2 separate regions of the Macaca mulatta genome follow, and region 2 is linked to region 1. A link is a contact called in public Hi-C data. All regions are on one chromosome and are shown on one strand. The core of a region is the stretch at or near the end of the contact, and the rest is flanking DNA. Distances in the headings are between cores, read along the strand shown. Region 1 has its middle 37 kb from the start of PKDCC. Region 2 has its middle 160 kb from the start of PKDCC.

Region 1 (5,464 bases), core at 1,108-3,607:
TATTGTAAATTATGCTAAAATAAAAATCTTTATACACAAATCTTCGAGTTTAAGATTATTTTGTAGCGTAGATGTCTTTAGAACTACTAAATCCATATATATAAATATTTTTCAAGGTTTTTGAAATATATTGTCCTATTGATTTTTAGTAGTTCTAACAATTTTCAGTGCTAGCAGCAATACATAAGGAGTACTGATCTCCCCTAATATCTCTGGTTGTGACTAGTATCATAGCCAAAAATGTATTTTCTATTAAGTTTGGCCTAGAGCCTGTCTTTGTTTTTTTTTTTTTTTTTTTTTTTTTTTGAGACGGCATCTCACTCCATCACCCAAGCTGAAGTGTGCAGTGGCGCCATCTCAGCTCATGCAACTTCCACCTCCTAGGTTCAAACGATTCTCGTGCTTCAGCCTCCCAAGTAGCTGAGACTACAGGTGCACACCACCATGCCCAACTAATTTTTGTATTTTTATGGAATTACAGGTGTGTGCCACCATGCTTGGCTAATTTCTGTATTTAGTAGAGACAGGGTTTTGCTATGTTGGCCAGGCTGGTCTCTAACTCCTGACCTCAAGCGATCTGCCCACCTTGGCCTCCGAAAGTGCTGGGATTACAGGTGTGAGCCAGTGTGCCTGGCCCTGGACCCTGTCTTTGTGCATTGAGTTTCTATGTCATGAACTGCAACCTAACTTAGTATGTAATAAACTGAAACGTAACTACTATACTTTTTCTAACAGATAGCTGGGTTTCAGCGAGTCACAAGCAGCTGAACTTCAGCCTATCATAGGTTGCCAGCTGACCAGACCATCTCCAAATAAGGCAAATGCCAAGCTGTAATTAGTCAAGCTATGTTTTAAAGATACTTCCCTGTTCTAAGTACTCACTGCCCACATTACAAAGGGAGCTCTCTGAACCTCTTCTGGTTCTAACTGCTGCCTGATTAATGAATTGTTCTTTGCTAAAATAAGTTCTGTTAAATTTAATTTGTCAAAATTTTTTCTTTTGACAATAAGTTAAAAAAATGTGTTAGGAGTCTGGCTGGGGAGTAACCAGGCAGCTGCCATGCATCTGGGTTTGCTTAGTGAATGCAGTGTTTGTACTCAGCTGGCATGCTTCTATGACATGGCCTTGGGGCACTGCCACTGTCCCCCACCCAAGTGAAATAATGCACATAAAACATGTTCCATAAAATATAAAGACAATTTAAATATACACTCAATTTATAGAGCAGCTGTGTTCCTGTGAAGCTGTCCTTTCTTTTTTTTTTTTTTTTTTTTGAGATGGAGTCTCACTCTGTCACCCAGGCTGGAGTGCAGTGGCCAGATCTCAGCTCACTGCAAGCTCCGCCTCCCGGGTTTATGCCATTCTCCTGCCTCAGCCTCCCAAGTAGCTGGGACTACAGGCGCCCGCCAACTCGCCCGGCTAGTTTTTTTTTGTATTTTTTAGTAGAGACGGGGCTTCACCGTGTTAGCCAGGATGGTCTCGATCTCCTGACCTCGTGATCCACGTGTCTCGGCCTCCCAAAGTGCTGGGATTACAGGCTTGAGCCACCGCGCCCGGCCGAAGCTGTCTTTTCAATGTTCAGTGCTCTTGTTAAGATGTCATATGCATGTTGCTAGGTGAGGTTGTGAGGAGGGTGCTGATGCTGCCGTTTTCAGGAGAGGACACAGGATAAGGAGCTCCATGGTGAGAGATGCTCCACTGGAATGTAGACTCCTTTGAGCTGGAGTTTTATTCACTGCTGATTTCCTTGTGGCTAGAAATGTGCCTGGCACACAGTAGGAGCATAACAAATATTTGTCGAATCAGTGAAGCTGTAGTGGCTCACATTGCAAAGTAATTCATCCTTTTATATTGCGGATTAAATCTCCATTTTCTCTGTTTTATAAGCTTGATTTCAATGTTGGACTTTTAAAAAGTCTGGGCCCCATTGTCGTGTGAGCCAAGCAGTGTTTGGTTTCAAGGGAAGGACAGAGGAGAGAAAGAGGAGGAAAAGGTTAACTTCTGGGGAATGTGCTCATCTGTCAATGAGAGGATATGATATAGAAACTAGTCTTGTGTCTCCGCAATCTCCATCAGTGCCCACCATCCAGAGTGGGTCAATCCAGTTGACCAAGTAAAACCTCGGATGATGAGAAATTTCTCATATGTTAACTGTGGGATCAAAGCTTCGTTTGTGGCTCCTGCCCCCACACTGGGCTGCTACTTTTCAGGATGAGCGGTTGGGTTCAAAGTTAGGAAGGAGTGAGGGTGCACCCCTGATGAGCAGGGACCTGAGAGCTGGCTGGAGGGACTGATGAAGGGGTAGTCCAGCGCAGGGCCTGCACGGTCGCTGTTTTCTGAACTCTTGCTGCCTGACTCCCGAGGCAGTGGGAGAAGGTGGGACTGATTTCTGTGCGGCTGGGGCTGAAGGCTGGTTGACGGCCACTGGGTGGGTAGTCAGTCAGTGGAGGTTGCTAGAACTGGAGCAGATGGGAGCTTTCTCTCAGTGTATTTCTCCAATTTGGCCACCAGATGGCAACACCTCCCTTCAAATGGAACCAAAGGCTCCAGGTTTAATAACAAAACCGTTACTTCGAATCTGAGGACATTGAGCAGCCCTGCAGGATTTGGGTCTGGATTTGGGGAAGGGGCTTCACCACCTTGACGATCACGGAGCTAAGCTAGTTCTAGACCCTGTCTCCATTCTTTCCGTGAGTGATTACTGAGAGCTTCCTATGTGCCCAGTCCTGGGCTGTGTGTTGGGGTGGGGAGGAGGATGGGGTACAGTGGTGAGCAACACCCATGCCTACCTTCATGGCAACAACCCCGATAACTTTTACAGCCTAGTAAAGGAGACAGGTGTTAAGCAAATAAGTACAAAACAATGGACTCATTTCAATTGTGGGAAGTGTAATAGATGATAAATATGATACTATGAGACCATATCAACAGGAAGAATCCGATCTCATCTGAGCTGTCAGGAAAGGCTGCTCTGTTAATGAATTACCTAATGGACCCCCACTCCACACATACTTTGTTATATCTAACAACACACTCCCATTATATTCCCATTTTACGGCTGATGGACCAACCCCAAAACATCCCATTATATCCCCAACAGGCAATCCCATCATAGACTCCACTGCAGACCTTAATTAAAGACCACATGCCGTCCTTCACACCTCATTCCTGGAACTTTTAACAAATGCCTTTACAATCCTTTCCCAATCTCCTCTGCAATTCCTGTTGCAAATCCCATGGCTCGCCCCATTGGAATATCGCATTGCAAACTCTCACAGAACCCCGGTCTTATTCACCTTTGCTTTCCCAGTGCCTCCCGCTGTACGTGACAGGTCATATGTTCTTGAAAATACTTGGCAAACCAATGACAGGACCTGTCAATACCCCAGCTCACATACTCTATCTCAGGCCTGTCATGGCTCCTATGGCAGAGCCAGGGTCACAGCCCCCACGCTGGAAAGGGTCAGGTCTCTGCTGCCCTTTTTCCTGTAGGAAATTCCTGAGATGAAGATTGTGTACCTCTGGATCCTCCCTTCCCCTCATCGAGCTCATCAGGCCAGATAGGCTCCCAGAAGCTAGGTCCGGCCTGGGCAGAAGCCCATCCTGAGGTCTGACTTGGTCCATGTCAACTGCATCCCAGAATCTGTGGTCACTGTTTTACCTCCTCAGAGTGTACCAGGCTCCTGATTATGGTCCTGCCAATGGGGCCCTTAGTAAGCAGCTTCCTCTCTATCCTTCTCTGAAGGGCCAGAGAACTCAGAAGAGGAAAGCCTAGGGCAGGAAAAGACGACAAGGGCATCATCTAATTCTTTTTTTTTTTTTTTTTTTTTTGAGACAGAGTCTCACTCTGTCACACAGGCTGCAGTGCAGTGACGCAGTCTCAGCTCACTGCAACTTCTGCTTCCTGGGTTCAAAAGAATTCTCGTGTCTCAGCCTTTCGAGTAGCTGGGATTACAGGTGCCTACCACCATGCCTGGCTCATTTTTGTATTTTTAGTAGAGACAAGTTTTCACCATGTTGGCCAGGCTAGTCTCAAACTCCTGACTTCAAGTGATCTGCCTGTCTTGGCCTCCATAAGTGGGAATTCATCTAATTCAACAACCCTCTTCCTTATTCTTCCTCCCCATCTTCTTCCCCTGCCTGCTCCTTTTTATGTGGTCTTTCTTTGGGGCGTACAAAAGCACAGCCATCTTACTTAGCAGGCAAGGGTTGGAAGGAAGCACAAAGAGCAAGTCTAACTTCCTCATGTTAGAAGGGAGGAAACCGAGGCCCAGAGAGCAGAAGTCACTTGCCCACACCCAACAGAGGTCAGGACAGAGCTAGATCTCCCCACGGCGCTCTATGCAGTGTTCTTCCAGAGGCTACCCCTTCCACAGCCTCTTGTTCACATTAGCCAAGCAATGCTACTCCCATCAGAAAGGCACGTCCAATGCGAACCACTCGAGAGACTGCATTTCAAAGATTGATAGACATGGCTTTCGCATTATCTGCTGTTTCGGATTAGCTATGCCATAGCTTCATTCTTTGGGGCTGACATTGGGGGTGGGAGGGATGGAGAGTGGGGGTGGGGAGCCAATTCTGAGTCCCTCTCCACGCCCTGGGCTCCAGCCTGCGAGACTGGGCCTGAGAAGGACAGGGTGATCCATCCTATATTTTCAGTCCGTCAGGAGATTTCATTGTTTAAACAAACATTTCAGCGAGGCCATCCAGCTGGGCAGTGATTTATGGCTCTGGCTACAGTTTTTCCCCAACAAAGATAAACAATCCTGCAACTCTTGGGATTGGGGCTGGGACTCCTGGTTCTAATAACTTGGAGTCAGCTGGACCACACCAGCCATTGCCTGGTCTGGGGTTTGGTTAGGATCTGTTCACACTGGTCCTGTGGCTCAGCCACAAACCTTGGGGGACCATGTTGTGTTTGGAAGCTAGAAGCATTGCCTCCAGGGCAGAGGAGAGCAGCAGAAAGGAGAAAAATAGCTCATGGTTGGTGCTTCAGGCCCATCTCCGTCTTTCAGGAGGGCAGCAATGTTCTGCATTTTGTGCGGTAGATATTTGGTGTTTTTGGTTAACAGCATCTGTTCTTCCTTCTTTTGGTAACATTACATCAATTTCCTTTTGTGGAATTATTCCAGGTTGCACGCTGCACCCATGTGCTTACAGAGTCTACTAGAGTCTACTCAACTCTTGGATCTGGGCTCAGGCCTGACCAGTTAGAACAGTACATTCCCGTAATCTTAGTAAAGGGCAGGTATCTAACCAATAAGAGCCTGCAAAAGGCAGAAAACCCTTTGCTGGGGCTGCTGGGAGCAAGGGAGACGCTCTTTGTCCCTGGACTGGAATTGGGGATGACGTGGAAGGATGAATGACTGCTAGAGCTGTTGCTGCCATTTGCCTGCATGGGAGAGCCTGTCTGACAACAAAACCAATACCAATACACAGGAAGTGGAGCTGAAGGCTGAAGAG
Region 2 (5,636 bases), core at 1,973-4,472, 200 kb after region 1:
TCCAAGTCCTGGATGCACAACTTTGGATGCATACTAGTTTTTGTAACCCACCTTTCAACATCTGAATTTCTCATCTGTAAAATGGGGCACTATGTTACGTGTGCCCGCTAACCACTTAACTCACTGAGGAGTTAAGACACTGAATGAAACGAGTGTGAAAATGTACATTAAGATCTAACAAGTTATGCAGATGCAAAGTGTTATTAGGGCTGTTTTGTAAGTATTTGGCAAAAGAGAGAAGACAGAGAAAGTTGGTTTTTTTCCTCCAATGGGGCTAAAGAGAAAATAAACAAGAAAAGTTGCCAAAGGGCATGTGTACCCTTTTATTTGTGTCAGTGAATGTATAGTTTCCAGTCAATGGAAGCTTGGTTATTAAAATTAAAGAGGAAGAAATAAAATTCACAGTCACTTTGAAAGGACTGAAGAGATTCGTTAACAGTGAGGTACAGTCACAGCGGGTACAGGTACAGGTCTGAGGTGTGCTGACCCACCTGGGAGCAACAAAGTGGGACTGAGGGAAGGAAAGAATGAGAAGACAAATCAGGAAATATCGCCTGGGATATGCTTATATGAGCAATTATTCACTGTTTATCTGGAATTCAATTTAGCTGGACATCCTGTATTTTTATTTGCTAAATGTTGCAACCTTCCCACACCGTGAGTGGTTTTGGTAGGGCAGCCAATCACAGGACTCTGCTCCCTGATCACGGGACTTGTTGATGTTCAGTCCTGAAATTCTGAATCTTAAGGAGAGAGAAATGAGGAGAGAAGGCAGTTGGAGCTGATCATTTGATGACAATGTTCCAGAAGATCTTCAGAGCTGTCCAGTTCTGTCTTTTCCAGGACTGTAGTTCAGGCTTGCTTTTAATTCTCCAAACTATGCCATTCGTTTCCAATCTATCCCTTTCTGTTCCTTAAACTAGTCAGGGTTAGTTTCTGTTGCTTGCCGTCAAAGAACCCTAACCCAATATCTCGAGACACCCAAAACAGTATCCAATAAACTGTGGGGATGGGTAAAGGGGTGGACAGAGAGGGGAGGAGATTAACTAGGGAAGGCTTTTTTTGAGTGTAGATCTGGACATAGGCAGAAGAGGGGTTGGGGGAGTGGTGAGAGTATTTTCAGAATCTGGCGAGTTATTTATATCTGCTATAACAAGAAGAAATAGGGAGCCACTAAAGGCTCTTGAGTAGGGGAAGGACTTGATAAAAATGACATTCAATTTAAAAAAATATTTCCAAAGTTGGCCTTTAAGTGTCTCGGAGGGGAAAACGGTGGCAGGGAAGCTGGCTGGGGGGCTGGCTCCATGGTCCAAATGATAGTCCAGGAGTCTAGTGTGTAGGAGTGAGGCACTAAGGATGAAGAGGAAGAGAAAAATGGCAAGAATCAGCTCAGAAGGAGACTGTGGGATTTTAATGACTTTCTGGTCATGGGGAATATCCAAGAGCAGGGAGGGAAGAGCTCCAATTGGGTCATGAGCTGTAGTAACTCAGCCGTAGGGGCTCCATGACCATAGGCTTCCCAGGACCTGTGGCTGCAGGGTGGGCCCATGGTGGGGGCAGTCTGAAAGGAGCAGCTCTTGGAGGCCCTTGGGCCCATGATCCTCGTTGGCTGCGTCTCCACTCTGGGGGAGGGCTGTGGTGAGTACAGGCTGCAGCCGAAAGTGACAGGGATGATTAAAGGGATGGAAAATCAGGCCCATGAAGAGAGGTTAAAGGACTGTAGCTATTTAGCCTGGGGAAGAGAGGCAGTCATGTAACAGCTCCCTTCAAGTCCATGCGGGGTGACTGGTAGACGCGTGCTAGGCAGCTGCCCAGCGCAGCTGCCCGGCACAGCTGCATACAGGGGGAGAGAGCACCCCTGGAGCAAGCACCTCTGCAGCGAGGGAAAGGCATGCTCTCAGGGGAGGAGGGAGGCAGAGGCATAATTCTAAAGGCTCTTTTGTGGTTTCTGAAGGCCCCTCTCCCCTCCCCTTTGTTTTTTGCATCTGTCATTATGCTGTGCAAACCACAGCCAGGCCTCTTGACAGCACCAATATCTGCTTTCCTGAACACTCGGAAGGTAATGTGGCTATAAAATTGACAAGTTAGATAAATACCAGTACAAAGGGGAGACTGTGTGTAGCTTTGTGCAGCCTTCTGACTGGTCTCCCAACCCGACCCGGAGAAATCCTCTGTCTGCCTCCCTCCGGTCACCCCCAGCCTTGTCCATTCCATCTGGGCTCCTTCTGACGGACTCCCCAGGAGCTCACATTTGCTCGGCCTCTGTGTCTAATTTGTCACTTTGACAACGTGAAAGGTCTTTTATTTCTTCCCAGGTCAAATATGTTTCATTTCATTAAAAAAAAAAAAATTTTTTTTTTTAAGCTTTTTTTTTTTTTTGGCCGGGCCACACACTTGCTGTCCTGGCTGTGCTGCCACAATTTTCCCGGAGGAGGCCCCAAAGCCCACACTCCTCAGATCGCTGCTAGGGCAACTGAGGGCCTACTCCTGTGGTGACTGTGTTGCCCCGATCCTCAGTGGAGGCCATGTGGGCAGCATGGTCATGGAAGGAAGGCAGCTTATGAACTCTACATTCGGGCACTTCAGAAATGGAGCTGGGCGGGGTGGGTTGGGGGATGGGAGGAGGAGGGATGGGGCAGGAACATTAGTCAGGATTCACCACCAAAGTGTTGGAATCTGGCTGTCCAAAAGCCCAGAGCTAAAACTTACTTGGTTTTAGTCCTGTTGTTAATGAATGGAGGGTGTCAGCAAACCTCACTCAGTGTTAGCCCAGTCTCCTGAGGGGGTGAGGAGAACCTGGAAGCCAAATCCCCACCAAGAAGTTCTGTCAGGAAGCAGGGAACTTAGACCTCACCAGATGCCTGTGGAGTGACAAGAGATCACATTCACCACCGACAGCCTCCAGCTTATATCCTAGCAGCGATCGAGGAGGTGTGGGCAAGAGATCTTTGGGGCCTCCTCTGGGAGAGACTGTGGCTTGCTGGACCCATTTTTATGTGCTGTGGCCAAAGCAGCCGACATGGATGGGGAAGGGGTATGGCAGAGGAGCAGGCACAGAGTCCGCTCATCCAGGGATTCCCAGATGAGCTGAGCCTCTCCCTAAACAGGAGTAAATGCTCTGTCCCCTTCTGCCAGGGATGTGGGGATACCCTAGGGGTAGGCCTGGCTCGTACTTCCCCTGTGAGTCCACAGCATGCAGCACGGGGCTGAGCACCCAGCGAGCAGATGGCTCTGAGGCTGGCAGTTCAAGCAGTGGGGCCTCAGAAACAGGCAGAACTGCCCGCCATTCTCCAGCTGCTACTGCCCTCCTCCGCATCTGCCAAGTGGGCATGACTGGCACCCACCTCTAGAGCTGTTGTGAACATTGAGGAGCACCACACATGACCTGGGTTTGGCATGCTTGGCATGGAGTGAGACCCGATAATGTGAGCTACCATTGTATTAATAATTTATTTTCAGTATGACTTCTTGAATGGAATGGATGAAGCAAAGGACAAGACTCAGCAGGAAGGGCTGGGCTTCTGAAACCTGATCATTTCTCATTTTAATGCTGCTCCCTCACTGTGGTCAGCCTGAGTGGGATCGGCTGGCCCAGCCTTTGTTTTACTTTTGTTGCCATCTCTCTTTGTGGTGGTTCTTTCTCTTCCTCCTCTACCTCCTCCTCTGCCTCGTAAGCAAAGGGTAAGGCACGGTTCTGAATCTTTGGTTCTGTAAAGAGGCTTGCCCATCTCTGTGCTCGATTCCACTGGAAAAATAAGAACAATTCCTATTATTTTCGGTTCCCAGACCTTGAATGTGTCAGGCTTCAGGTTCACTTCCTACATCTCTCCACGTCGCCTGGATCTGCAAGTAATTTAACCTTGTTTTCATAGAGCGCAAAGACGTTCCGCTTGTTTACACTGGAGACAAATTTTCCTCAATTGACGCAATCCTATTGATTAAATAATGACCTTCTTCCTCATTTAAAGGTAATTTCGGTTGGTATCATGACGTGGAGGAAGAAAATGAATGCCTTTTCTGTCTTGCTGTCTGAAAGGCAGGCAGTGAGGGCCGACTCCCAGAGCTCTGGACAGGACCCTCTCATTTTTCTCACCTGTTCTGGAGCTTCATCAGGCGTTGGAGTGGGGCTGGTGCTGGGACCCCTTGAGGAGGTTGGCTAAATAGGAACAGCCTTGATAAGGGAAATTAAAGAGCCAGCATTTACTTTGTAATAGATGTCAAGGCTGCGACAGAGTAGGTGCTACTTTGTTTTAAAACTTGATTTGCTTTCAAGACTTGTACGTAAATTATTTTTCAAGGTCACATCACACGATATAGTCCGGGCATGTCATCTGAGCCAAGAATTTAAAATCAAAGGGAAAGGCAATGTGCCTATCAGGAAGAATTTCAGGGAACAGCCCACACAGGAAAGACACAAAGATGGGAGCCTGGGGGTGGCCAGAGAGTTGTTGGGTACTCATGGGTAAGTCCTTTAACTTCATCTGGGTCTAGATTCCTCACTGGTAAACAGGGGTGACTGGATCAGATAACTTCTTTTTTTTTTTTTTTGAGACGGAGTTTCGCTCTTTTTGCCCAGGCTGGAGTGCAATGGCACGATCTCAGCTCACCGCAACCTCCGCTGCCCGGATTCAAGCCATTCTCCTGCCTCAGCCTCTCAAGTAGCTGGGATTACAGGCATGCGACACCACGCCTGGCTAATTTTTGTATTTTTAGTAGAGACGGGGTTTCTCCATGTTGGTCAGGCTGGTCTTGAACTCCCGACCTCAGGTGATCCACCCGCCTTGGCCTCCCAAAGTGCTGGGATTACAGGTGTGGGCCACCGCGCCCGGCCTGGATCAGATAACTTCTGAGGTACCTTCTTGGTTCCATGTTCTGTGATATGATGGAATCTGGAGACCTGGTTGTTATTTGCTTCCATTCCAGATCCGTGTGCTGTCTATTTCAATAAGGATAAAACCAGTGGATGACATTTGGAAGGACGGGACCTCTGTTCCATCGCCTTTCTGTGAGGTCAGGTCAGTGCATTCTGCGTTAGCAATGCCATTTAGGCACTAGGTATTCCCCTGTGTTCTGTAGGAGGATGCATATTTTGTAATGATCTAAAAAATTATCCTGATGCAAATACAGAGCGGCATAAATATCATGGCTGGACAGGAGCTAGATATTAATAAAAGAAAATGAGAGCTGACATTTTAAAGGTTTTTGCTCTATTAAAGGCACATCTAGGCATTCCTTCATTTTCTCTTTACCAGAGGTTGGCAAACATTTTCTATAAAGAGCCAGACAGTAAATATTTTAGGCTTTGTGGGCTATAACATCTTGGTTACAACAATTCAACTTTGCTGTAGTAGTAGAAAAGCAGTCACAGGTAACATGTAAACAAATGTGTGTGGCTATATTCCAATTAAACTTTATGACCCTGACATTTGAATGTCATATCCTTTTCTGTGTCACAAAATATTTTCTTGATTTTTTTCAATCATTTAAAATGTAAAAACCATTCTTAGCTCATAGGTCTTCACAAAAATAGATGGTGAACCAGATTTGGCCCCATAACCACAGATTGCTGACCTCTTTTCTTTATTGCAGTCCTTTATGGGAGGAACTATTTTACCGTTGAGAAAAATCAAGGCTTA

What was found. Hi-C and Micro-C count contacts between places; a contact is called where the count stands out from the background.
Region 2: a contact with region 1 is called in a Hi-C map of spermatogonia, with 4 times the contacts expected there. The contact joins two enhancer-like sites. A contact is called at or near these places in 11 of 14 Hi-C or Micro-C datasets (CD4 T cells, blood, fetal cortex germinal zone and 6 more).

The regions. Positions count from the first base shown.
Region 1 is chr13:82,761,419-82,766,882 of T2T-MMU8v2.0, forward strand. No RefSeq gene overlaps it. Among named protein-coding and RNA genes, the nearest start is that of PKDCC, 37 kb to the right of the region's middle. Within about 2 kb of position 2,358, at least 3 of the 40 cell types and tissues checked have an H3K27ac peak or open chromatin away from gene starts, as enhancers often do.
Region 2 is chr13:82,959,554-82,965,189 of T2T-MMU8v2.0, forward strand. No RefSeq gene overlaps it. Among named protein-coding and RNA genes, the nearest start is that of PKDCC, 160 kb to the left of the region's middle. Within about 2 kb of position 3,223, at least 5 of the 40 cell types and tissues checked have an H3K27ac peak or open chromatin away from gene starts, as enhancers often do.